Regions from separate parts of the Pan troglodytes genome. Here region 1 is linked to region 2. The links are chromatin contacts, called in public Hi-C maps. All regions are on one chromosome and are shown on one strand. Each heading gives the region's core, a stretch centred on a gene start, on an enhancer-like site or on the middle of the called end of the contact. The rest is flanking DNA. Distances are from core to core; before and after follow the strand shown.

Region 1 (4,619 bases), core at 964-3,463, 210 kb after region 2:
CTACTTAATTATCCTAGGTCCAGTTATCTTGGGAATAGGAATGAATTTGGAGATAACGTGGGATTTTAGTTAGCCTATCTTTCATACCTCCCTTCACTGCTCCCTCAAATCCCCTGGGGATATCAATAAATCGATTAATGCAATTAAACATTTCCAGAAAGTGAAGCAGGAAATATCATGAGTTATGCTACCAAGGATGAAGTGTAAGACAGTGAGAAACTAGAGAAGGAAAATAATTTAATTACAGCTGCCCTCTCTTTTTAATTTTAAAGGTGATTTGCTTGTAGTTCTGAACCCGGATGCACATTAGAATCAACTAGGGAAACACTTACTCCCCAGGAAACCTAACATACCTCCAGTGCCAAAACCTTGGTCTGTTTCAACAATCTTTCTTCTGTAGATTAAAACAAAGGCTGAGGATACAAAACAGTTAAGCTGCTTTCATCATATTATCCTCAACAAATGATGACAACCACAAGGTAGGAATAGTTAGAAACTAAGTTTTATATTGGAGAGGCAAACTCAAATGCTAACAAGAGCCAGAAAATAAAAATCTCATCCTTAAATGACAGTTCAATTTGCAAAAAAATACTGTCCAGACCAAGAAAATATGCCCTCGGGCAATATTTAGATTGTAAGCCATTTTTTTTAGCTTTTGTTTTACACAGCTATCATCAGAGTCCAGTAACAAGTTTTGACTAAGACTGTTAGACCTTAAAAAGAATCTCCGGAAGTCCGCTCTTGCCTATAGTAAATTGGAAGAAAAAATGCAACAAAACACTGTAAAACCTGCAGAATTATTTTGAAGATTCTAGTGGCTATCCATGGAAATACTCATAGTGCATCACGTGGAAATGGGAGTCTGATATAAAGGGGGAAGGGGGGCAGTCTTGGGAGAGAATTATCCTCCACAGTAGCAGAAGTTGAAGAAAAGGCAATGAGACCAATGTCTTTTTTTTTTTTTTTTTTTTTTTTTGAGGCGGAGTTTCGCTCTTGTTGTCCAGGCTGGAGTGCAATGGCGAGACCTCCGCCCACTGCCACCTCCGCCTCGCGGGTTCAAGCGATTCTCCTGCCTCAGCCTCCCGAGTAGCTGGGATTACAGGCGCGCGCCACCACACCCAGCTAACTTTTATATTTTTAGTAGAGATGGAGTCTTACCATGTTGGCCAGGCTGGTCTCGAACTCTTGACCTCAGGTGATCCACCCGCCTCAGCCTACCAAAGTGCTGGGATTACAGGCGTGAGCCACCGCGCCCGGCCAGAGACCACTGTCATCTTAAGACAGAACGGGGAAAACGTCTAAGGACGAAATCAGCCTCTCTGAATCGAGGATGCTTATATGCTGCTTTTCCCATAGGCAACTCTAACTCTACACAGAGTGCTTTAGAACACGTAAGTTAGCAATCTCTTTTACAAAGGGAAACATTCTCAAGCAATAAAGGGTTGAGGATAGCTGGCTCAAGCAATGAAATAACTCACAAAGGTTCCAAAATGTGTTTCTTAAAAAGGTAACATCTATGCCTTTAGCTTTCCCTTAGCAGTCTTCATTTTGCGTTAAGAATTTGGTTTTTGGTTTAAGGAGTGAATTCACAACCAACTGGGAGGGGGAAAAAAGCAAAAGCGAGTTAAATTGGAAGGCGTGAATGCTAATCCAGGCTTTGCCAATGACCATCCCTACACCATAAAACATTACTCAAATAATTAGCTCCTGTGTTAAGTACCTGGAATTACCGAGACCACCCCCCCCCCACTCAGCTCCCTCCTTCCTTCAAAGAGCTCGCAGTATGGCCAACTCAAAAAATACAGTATAAAATTAAGTGTGGCAGCCAAGTATCAGGCCCTACACCGACAGACAGAGATGGTACTTTAACACTCAACTTAAAGGCCTTAAAAATCAAAAAGTACACTTCTTTTCTTCTGATGACTGGTCAAAATGCAGGTCTAGGACAGGCGCTCCTCTAAATTTTGCTTCTTTACTGGCCGCCACCCCTAGTCGGATGCAATCTGAACCTCCCGCCTCTCTGCCCGGAAATAAATTCAGTTACTTTTTTTCTTGGTGTCGCCAGCAGGTTCCTCTGTTCCCGGGGAAACTGCAGCGGAAGACGGGGGCTCCGGGGTGGTTGTTTCTGGGGAGACATCCGTAAGTCCTTCCCCTCCAGCAGCACTTGAGGGAGGAAGCTGCAACACAGACTGCGGCTCCTCCGCCATCTTGCTTGGAAAGACTCGAGAGCGGAAGTAGCGACTGAGCGCGTGCAGTGGGCGTGCTTTTTCTCCAGGGAGCGTCGCAAAGGAGGCGCCGGAGTAGGGGGACGCAATTACACAGTGAAACTTGGTGTTCCCGGCTAGTCATTCAAATCGAAGCTGTCGCAGACCTCTGAACGTTAGTAACGCAACATGTGTTTCTCCGCGACTACAGACCTCGGGAGAGGAGCGGTGGGCAACGTGTCCGTGCTCGGTCGAATGCGCACACTCCCGTTAGGCCGCTGGCTCGGACCTAGAAATGTTTCCGCTTTCCTTAGTGCCTGCCTCGCCCAGGCCCCGCCCCTTGGGCCCCGCCCGACGGCTCGGGAGCGCGCGCGGTCGCGTGCGGGAGGGGGCGGGTGGGGAAGGATCGCAGGCGAGATTACGAGGCGAGGCCCGCGCGCCCGCCCCCGCCCTGGCCCCCAGTGCCCACCCGGTCGGCCCGGCACAGCCATGATCAAGGCGATCCTAATCTTCAACAACCACGGGAAGCCGCGGCTCTCCAAGTTCTACCAGCCCTACGTGAGTATCCAGCCGCCGCTGATCCGGGCGAGGGGGAGTCGTTGGCGACGGGCAGCGCCCAGCGCGGCTTTCTCAGAGCGACCCCCTCCGGCGCGCTGCGGCCCTTGTCGCGTCCCGGCCGCCTGGCGCTCGCCAGCTGTCAGCCTCCCGGTGGGTGTGGACAGGGTGCCCACCTCCTTGCCGCGCGGTCAGCCACCGACGTGGCTTTGCCCGGGCGGTTCCTCCGCCCGTCGGTGGGCTGCATGCTTTCCTGGCTGCGCGGGCGAGGCCTTGGAGACTTCCCGGCGCCCGGCCCTCGCCGATCGGGCAGCCGCAGCCCAGCCGCGCCGCGGAGCCCTGCGCCCCGTCCCCAAGAGCCCACCCCGCGCGGCTGCCTTCCTGCCGCCCGCGGCTGCAGTTAGCCCGGGAGGAGGAAGACGGCGTGGAACTCGTTCTTCTCGCCCCCCTCCGCCGACTCCCATCCTTTCCAGGTGGACTTCTTTCTGTTCTTTGGACAGATGGGCTACCGTTTTTCACTGTGATCCTCTCATAGCGCAGGAACTTTGGCTTCCTGCGTTTGATAGATAACTGCATGTTCTGTACAGTCTCTCTTCTGTATGTTTCGATACGTGACAGACTCCCCAGTGTGACTTTCAGGTGTCTCCTTATTGAAAAGGAAGATATGTGAGGACCTAATATTTTTATCAGGCTTTTTACCAGCTGGCTGCAAATTATTTACCCTCGAAGTAACCGGCGACGTTTGTAGTTGACTGATTGGAGCTGTGGTTCTATACCTAAAAGTTATGATTTCAGCTTCTGGTTTGGCATTTTTCCACGTATGGGAATTTGCCCTCATTTATAGTTTTTTTCTATTTATGAAGAATAGTAGCATTTGTAGAACTTCTCTTTTAGACGTGTAAATACTGTTTAGTATGGACAAGTGCAGGAGGCATTAAGGTAGTAGAGATAAGTGATTTGTTGATGATCGAGGAAGGGTTTTATAGAGTTATGTGCTTATCTGAGGGCAGAATTCGCTAGCTGAAACACATAAAATTGGACTCCCAGTGGTAGGATTAATGTGAGGTATAACTGTTGTGTGGTATTGTGGCACTTTGCTTATAGCAAGAAATGAGCTTTCAATTCAGTTTTGAAATTGTGCCAAGGCTAACACTTTTATGCAGATAAGTCCCAGATGGAAATCAATCTTGCCATTACAAAGTAAATGTGAAAATGTCAGTTTGCCTAAAATGATAATGCAGTCTGGAGGTGTTAGTTGAAGTGAGAAATCTTGAGCTTATTCATCATTTTTTTCAGTTGTTTTGCTTTTGCTAGCTATAAAGAATATTTTCTGCTACTCGTGTGTGGTTTTAATTTAGTATAACTTGAATACTAATGGTCTGTTTAAAAATTCTACATCATTCTTTAATCCAGATTAAATTCTAGTTGATCCTCTCGAATGGGAAAAAATGCCATTAACTTTACCTGTTTGTTAAAATATTGTACCAGCTTTTATTGAAGGAGTCTTTGTCATAACCATTTTGCCAGTGTCATCCATTTGCAGTGTAAAAAAGGTATGTTGCAATAGTAAAACAATTCAAAAAATTATTTTTCCATATCTAAACTTAAGCAATATTCAAAATAGTGGGTTTCCTGGCTAATCCATATAATCGGTGTATACTACTCGTATAGTGTATAATTTAACTATCTATTGAAAAATGCATTTAATTTAGAAACTCAGGAATCTGTCTTTCCCTTGTCCAAAAGTGGGAACAAAGTATTGTTTACCATCACTTACTAGGTAGCAGTGACGGTTAATGTGGGAAGTGGCAGTTGTGGCAGGAGTGGCAGCTCTGGTGGCATTTTTGGCCATTGTATGAG
Region 2 (4,690 bases), core at 12-2,511:
GATGAATGAGCAGATACCAGTTAAGAAAAGCAGGGTGAGAGGGGAATCATGAATGATGGCAGTGACCCTATCTGTTTCGACCACTTCTGTACCACTGGCACCTAGTATTCAATAACTACTCAAATGTTAAATGCGCCTACCAACCAAAATTGAAGCTCAGTAAAGACTGTTCTAACCAACCGAATAAACCACATTCTGTTAAAGTTTCTTTTTTATATAATCCCAAATATCAGAAGGGGCCTCTCATTTATCACAGCAATTCTTTCTACAACTCCCTTGGCAAATGGCCGTTCAACCTGTAATGGAGCTCTTCCAATGACAGGGACCGCATTAACCAACAGTCCTAATATTGGTAAAACTGAAAAGCAATGAAGTTAGACATTGGCAGCACTCCAAATCCAATTAAATTGGAGGTGTGGATTAGAGAGTAGAAGGTTGACACTGGGTACTACAGAGTATAAATGATTTTCTTTAAGGGAATCTTTTAAGGAAGAAAGCTCAATAGGCCTTAAAAATGAGAATGGAAAGAAATGCTAAAGGGAGCATTTCTGGAATTCATATATTTTAACTCCCGGTCTTAACATCTCTCACCCAACGTTTATTAGAGGAAAGTCAAATGCTGGGCATCAGCTACCTAGAAGCGATTTTTGAATTAGCCTAAGAACGGGGAAACACGGACAGGAAAGTGCCATCCCTCAAGTTACACCCCCAATCCTGGAGCCACGAGTTGGGGCCCAGGGACTGCTAGGCCCCTGATACCTGGAACTCCAGGGTGCACTTGGTGCCCTGAGCGATGTCCTCGTAGAAGCACTGCTTGGCGTTGTCAGGAAGCTCGAAGGTGATCTCAGAGGCGCCGCCGGGTCCAGGCACCAGTAGCAACAGTGCGAGCAGCCTGCACCCCCAACGGCCCGCGACGGCCGCCCAGCGCTGCGCGGACCCCGGCCGCGGCATCCCGAGAAGGCGGCGGCGGCCTCAACCGAGCTGCGAGACGCAGGGTCAGGTCTGCGCGGACTCACGGCGCGCGGCACGCCTCAGCGCAGGCCACCCCGCAAAGATACACAGCACAGCAGGTTCACGCCTGTGGGAGATTCGGGATCAGAGCGACCCTCCGGATTCCTTTGAGGGGCGCAGACGGGCGCACCTGGGGAGGTAAAAGAGAAGCGGAAAAGGCCTGAGAGGGTCGGAAGTGGGGATTAGCCTTTGGGGGGGTGAAGGGGCGGAGCCTGAGACACCGGCTCCCGTGACCCGGATGTGTTCTCCTCCGGGGACACGCGTTGGAGTGCGTACGTGGAAGCCCGCGAGGCGTTGGCTCTGCCTCCGTTGCAGCCTGGGACGAGGGGCGGGGCCAGAGTCGTGGGCGGAGAGGGGCGAGACCAGGAAACGGGGCGTGGCGGCCGCCGTGGTTACAGGCGGTTGGCGAGGGTAATTACGCTCCAATCACTGGCTTTTTTTTTTTTTTTTTTTTTTTTTTTTTTTTTTTTTTGAGACAAGAGTCTCGCCCTGTCACCCAGGCTGGAGTGCAGTGGCGCGATCTGCGCTCACTGCAACCTCCGCTGGGAACTTAGCGCTGGGGAGCATCTAGGGAGTGGTAAAGGGCTCATTTTGCCCTAGGGTGCTAATCTTTGGTGGTAGAGCGCTTTGCAATTTGCAGAGTTTTCTCATAAGTAATAATAAATATTTGGGGGAAGCAGCTGGGCAAGGAGCACGAATTCTAAGAGCAGACTGCAGGAGTGCTTAATCCCTGCTTTGCCACGTACTGGCTGTGTGACGTCCGGCCACTTGCTTAAATTCTCTGCCTCAGTCTGTATCTGTAGAATGGAGATAATAACACCTACCATAGAGAATTATTACAAAGTACCAATATTTGGAAAAATTACCTAGAAGTGGTTGGTACATAGCAAGCACTAGATGAACTTTTGTTAAATTAAACGTCACAGTGCAATCAATAAATTACATACCACAAGATAGGCAAAAATTTTAATTGTAACAATAACAGATATTGGTCGACTTATAGAGCCACAAAACCTCTTATACACTGCTAGTGAAAAAGTAAATTGGTTAATCAAGTTGGAAAACAATGTGCCATTATCTAATAAAGTAGAATATATGTATACACACACAGAACACACACACCTATATACAGTGTGTGTGTGTGTGTATATATATATATATGGCCTGGAATATGTAGCCACAGCCTGGAAATTCCATTTTACATATATTTATGGAGTATATGCTTTAGAGCAGTGGTTCTCAAGTGTTGCTCTGAAGACCCCCAGAAGCCTCTTGAAACCCTTTCAGAGGGTATGTAATGATCTGTATGAAGCTGGATTTTCATTATATATTTCAACCAAAACAGCATAACAGATTGAATATCAAAGGAAATGAGCACCCAGCTTCTTCCTTAAATCTAGATATGAAAGATTTACAAAAATAAGGTCACTCTTCTTGCTAAATTTTTATTTGGAAAATATTTTTATTAAAAGATGTGTTATTTATGTAAATGTGTGCAGTGAGTTGAATTGTGTCCCCCTAAAAAATACATGTCCAAGTTTCAACCCCTCCACCCCTGTGAATATGATTTTATTTGGAAATAGGGCTTTTGCAGATGTAATTAAGTTAAGGCCCTCAAGATGAGGTCATCCTGGGACTTAGGGTGGGCCCTAAATCTAAAGACTGTTATCCTTATGGTATGGTTTGGCTGTGTCTCCACCCAAATATCATCTTGAATTGTAGTTCCCATAATCCCCACATGTCACGGAAGAGACCCGGTGAGAGGTAATTGAATCATGGAGGCAAATTTTTCCCATGCTGTTCTGGTGATAGTGAATAAGTCTCATGAGATCTGATGGTTTTATTGTAGTTCCCATAATCCCCATATGTCATGGGAGGGACCTGGTGGGAGGTAACTGAATCATGGGGGCGGGTTCTTCCCATTCATTTATGTTTCCCATAAAGCAGTATTTGTGTTTATAATGCATTATTTGTGTTTATAAACACATAATGCACGTATAATGCATTATTCATGTTTATAAACATTGTTCATGTTTTATAACAGGTAGTTAGCTACATGAGATCTCGTGGTTTTATAAAGGGCAGTTCCCCTGAACATGCTCTCTTGCCTGCTGCCATGTAAGACGTGCTTTTGCTGTGCCTTCACCCTCCACCATGATTGTGAGGCCTCCCCAGCCATGTGGAACTATCAATTTATTTAACTTACTCTTTGTAAATTACCCTGTCTTGGGTATTTCTTCATAGCAGTATGAACATGGACTAATACACCTTATAAGAGGAGGGAAGATTTGAGATGCACAGACACAAAGATACAGGGGCAGGGTGGGGGGAGGGGAATGGCATACTGAAGACAAAGATACAGATTGGAATGATATGTTCACAAGTCAAGGAACACCAAGGATTGCCCATCGCTATGGGAAACTAGGAGAATGGCTTGGAACACCTTCTTCTTCAGAGCTTCCAGAAGGAATCAACCTTGGCAATACCTTACTTGCAGACTTCTTGACTCTCCAGCTCTGAGAGAAAAAATTTCTGTTGTTTCAAGCCATCACATTTGTAGTAATTTGTGATGGGATCCTCAGGAAACTAATGCAATATGTAATGGGTTTATTGTTTATTTTAAATGAATTATCAAATATTTTTAAATATCTCAGATCTCAATAACCTTTATTGGACATTTTTTAATTTGAAAATTTTTATTTAATCTTTAATTTTTACGATTCTGAGGCCCAGCTGAGCATGGTGGCTCACGCCTGTAATCCTAGCACTTTAGGAGGCTGAGGTGGGAAGATTGCTTTAGCCCAGGCATTCAAGACCAGCCCGGGAAACATAGTGATACTTCCTCTCTATAATAAGCTTTTAAAAATTAGCTGGGCATGGTAGCATATGCCTATAGTCCCAGCTACTTGGAAGTCTAAGGCAGGAGGATTGCCTGAGCCTAGGAGTTTGAGGCTGTAGTGAGCTATGATCACACCACTGCACTTCAGCCTCAGTGATAAAACCAGATCCTGTCTTTAAAAAAACAAAACAAAACAAAACAAAACAAAACTCTGAGGCTAAAAAGTACGAGAATCACTACTTTCAAGAAGCTCATGCACAGGTATACCAGAATACGTATACAAGACTACTAAAATCCAAAGCCTGGTAACAGTCTCAACTGGAAATACCCCAGATATCTATAAATGTAGGTGTATGTAGGTATATTAAAAAAATGGGACATAACATAACAATGAGAATGAACATTATTATAGCTACACAGCACAACATTGGAGAATCTTACAAACATGATGCAAAAGAAAGGGGCAGAAAAAAATCAGCATATAAAGGCTGACAACAAGCAAAACTGAACAATCCCATTTTCCCTAATATGTGGTGAAGCTATACAAAAAAGCAAGAGAATGATTATCTCAATAGTCAGGAGAGCAGGGAAGGATGGAGTAATAAGTGAGAGGCAACACAGGGTGGGGAAAGTGGGGGGCTTCCTTGGTGCTGGTGATGCTCTTTTTCTTGACATAGGTGGTGGTTACATGTATGGTCACTTTATATTTACTTACTATTATATGGTTTATGTACTTTTCTGCATGTATGTTATATTTCACAGCAAAAGAAGGAAAATTTAATATACTGGATGCATCAGTAGTTAGTCATTATTGTGAGAAAAACACATCAAAACTTGTAG

Evidence for each region. Hi-C and Micro-C count contacts between places; a contact is called where the count stands out from the background.
Region 1: a contact with region 2 is called in a Hi-C map of stem cell-derived neural progenitor cells, with 7 times the contacts expected there. The contact joins the promoter of ATG12 here to the promoter of TMED7 in region 2. A contact is called at or near these places in 4 of 7 Hi-C or Micro-C datasets (blood, induced pluripotent stem cells and stem cell-derived neural progenitor cells), 1 of 1 datasets of contacts at active chromatin or transcription factors (stem cell-derived excitatory neurons) and 1 of 1 other capture datasets (stem cell-derived neural stem cells).

What each region holds. Positions count from the first base shown.
Region 1 is chr4:113,548,505-113,553,123 of NHGRI_mPanTro3-v2.0_pri, forward strand. ATG12 (autophagy related 12) reads right to left here and starts at 2,214. Exons shown (of 4, transcript NM_001251998.1): 1 at 2,045-2,214. The coding sequence starts at 2,207. It overlaps AP3S1 (adaptor related protein complex 3 subunit sigma 1), which reads left to right and starts at 2,252. Exons shown (of 6, transcript XM_001148407.8): 1 at 2,252-2,762. The coding sequence starts at 2,394.
Region 2 is chr4:113,336,422-113,341,111 of NHGRI_mPanTro3-v2.0_pri, forward strand. TMED7 (transmembrane p24 trafficking protein 7) reads right to left here and starts at 1,262. Exons shown (of 3, transcript NM_001204309.2): 1 at 760-1,262. The coding sequence starts at 951.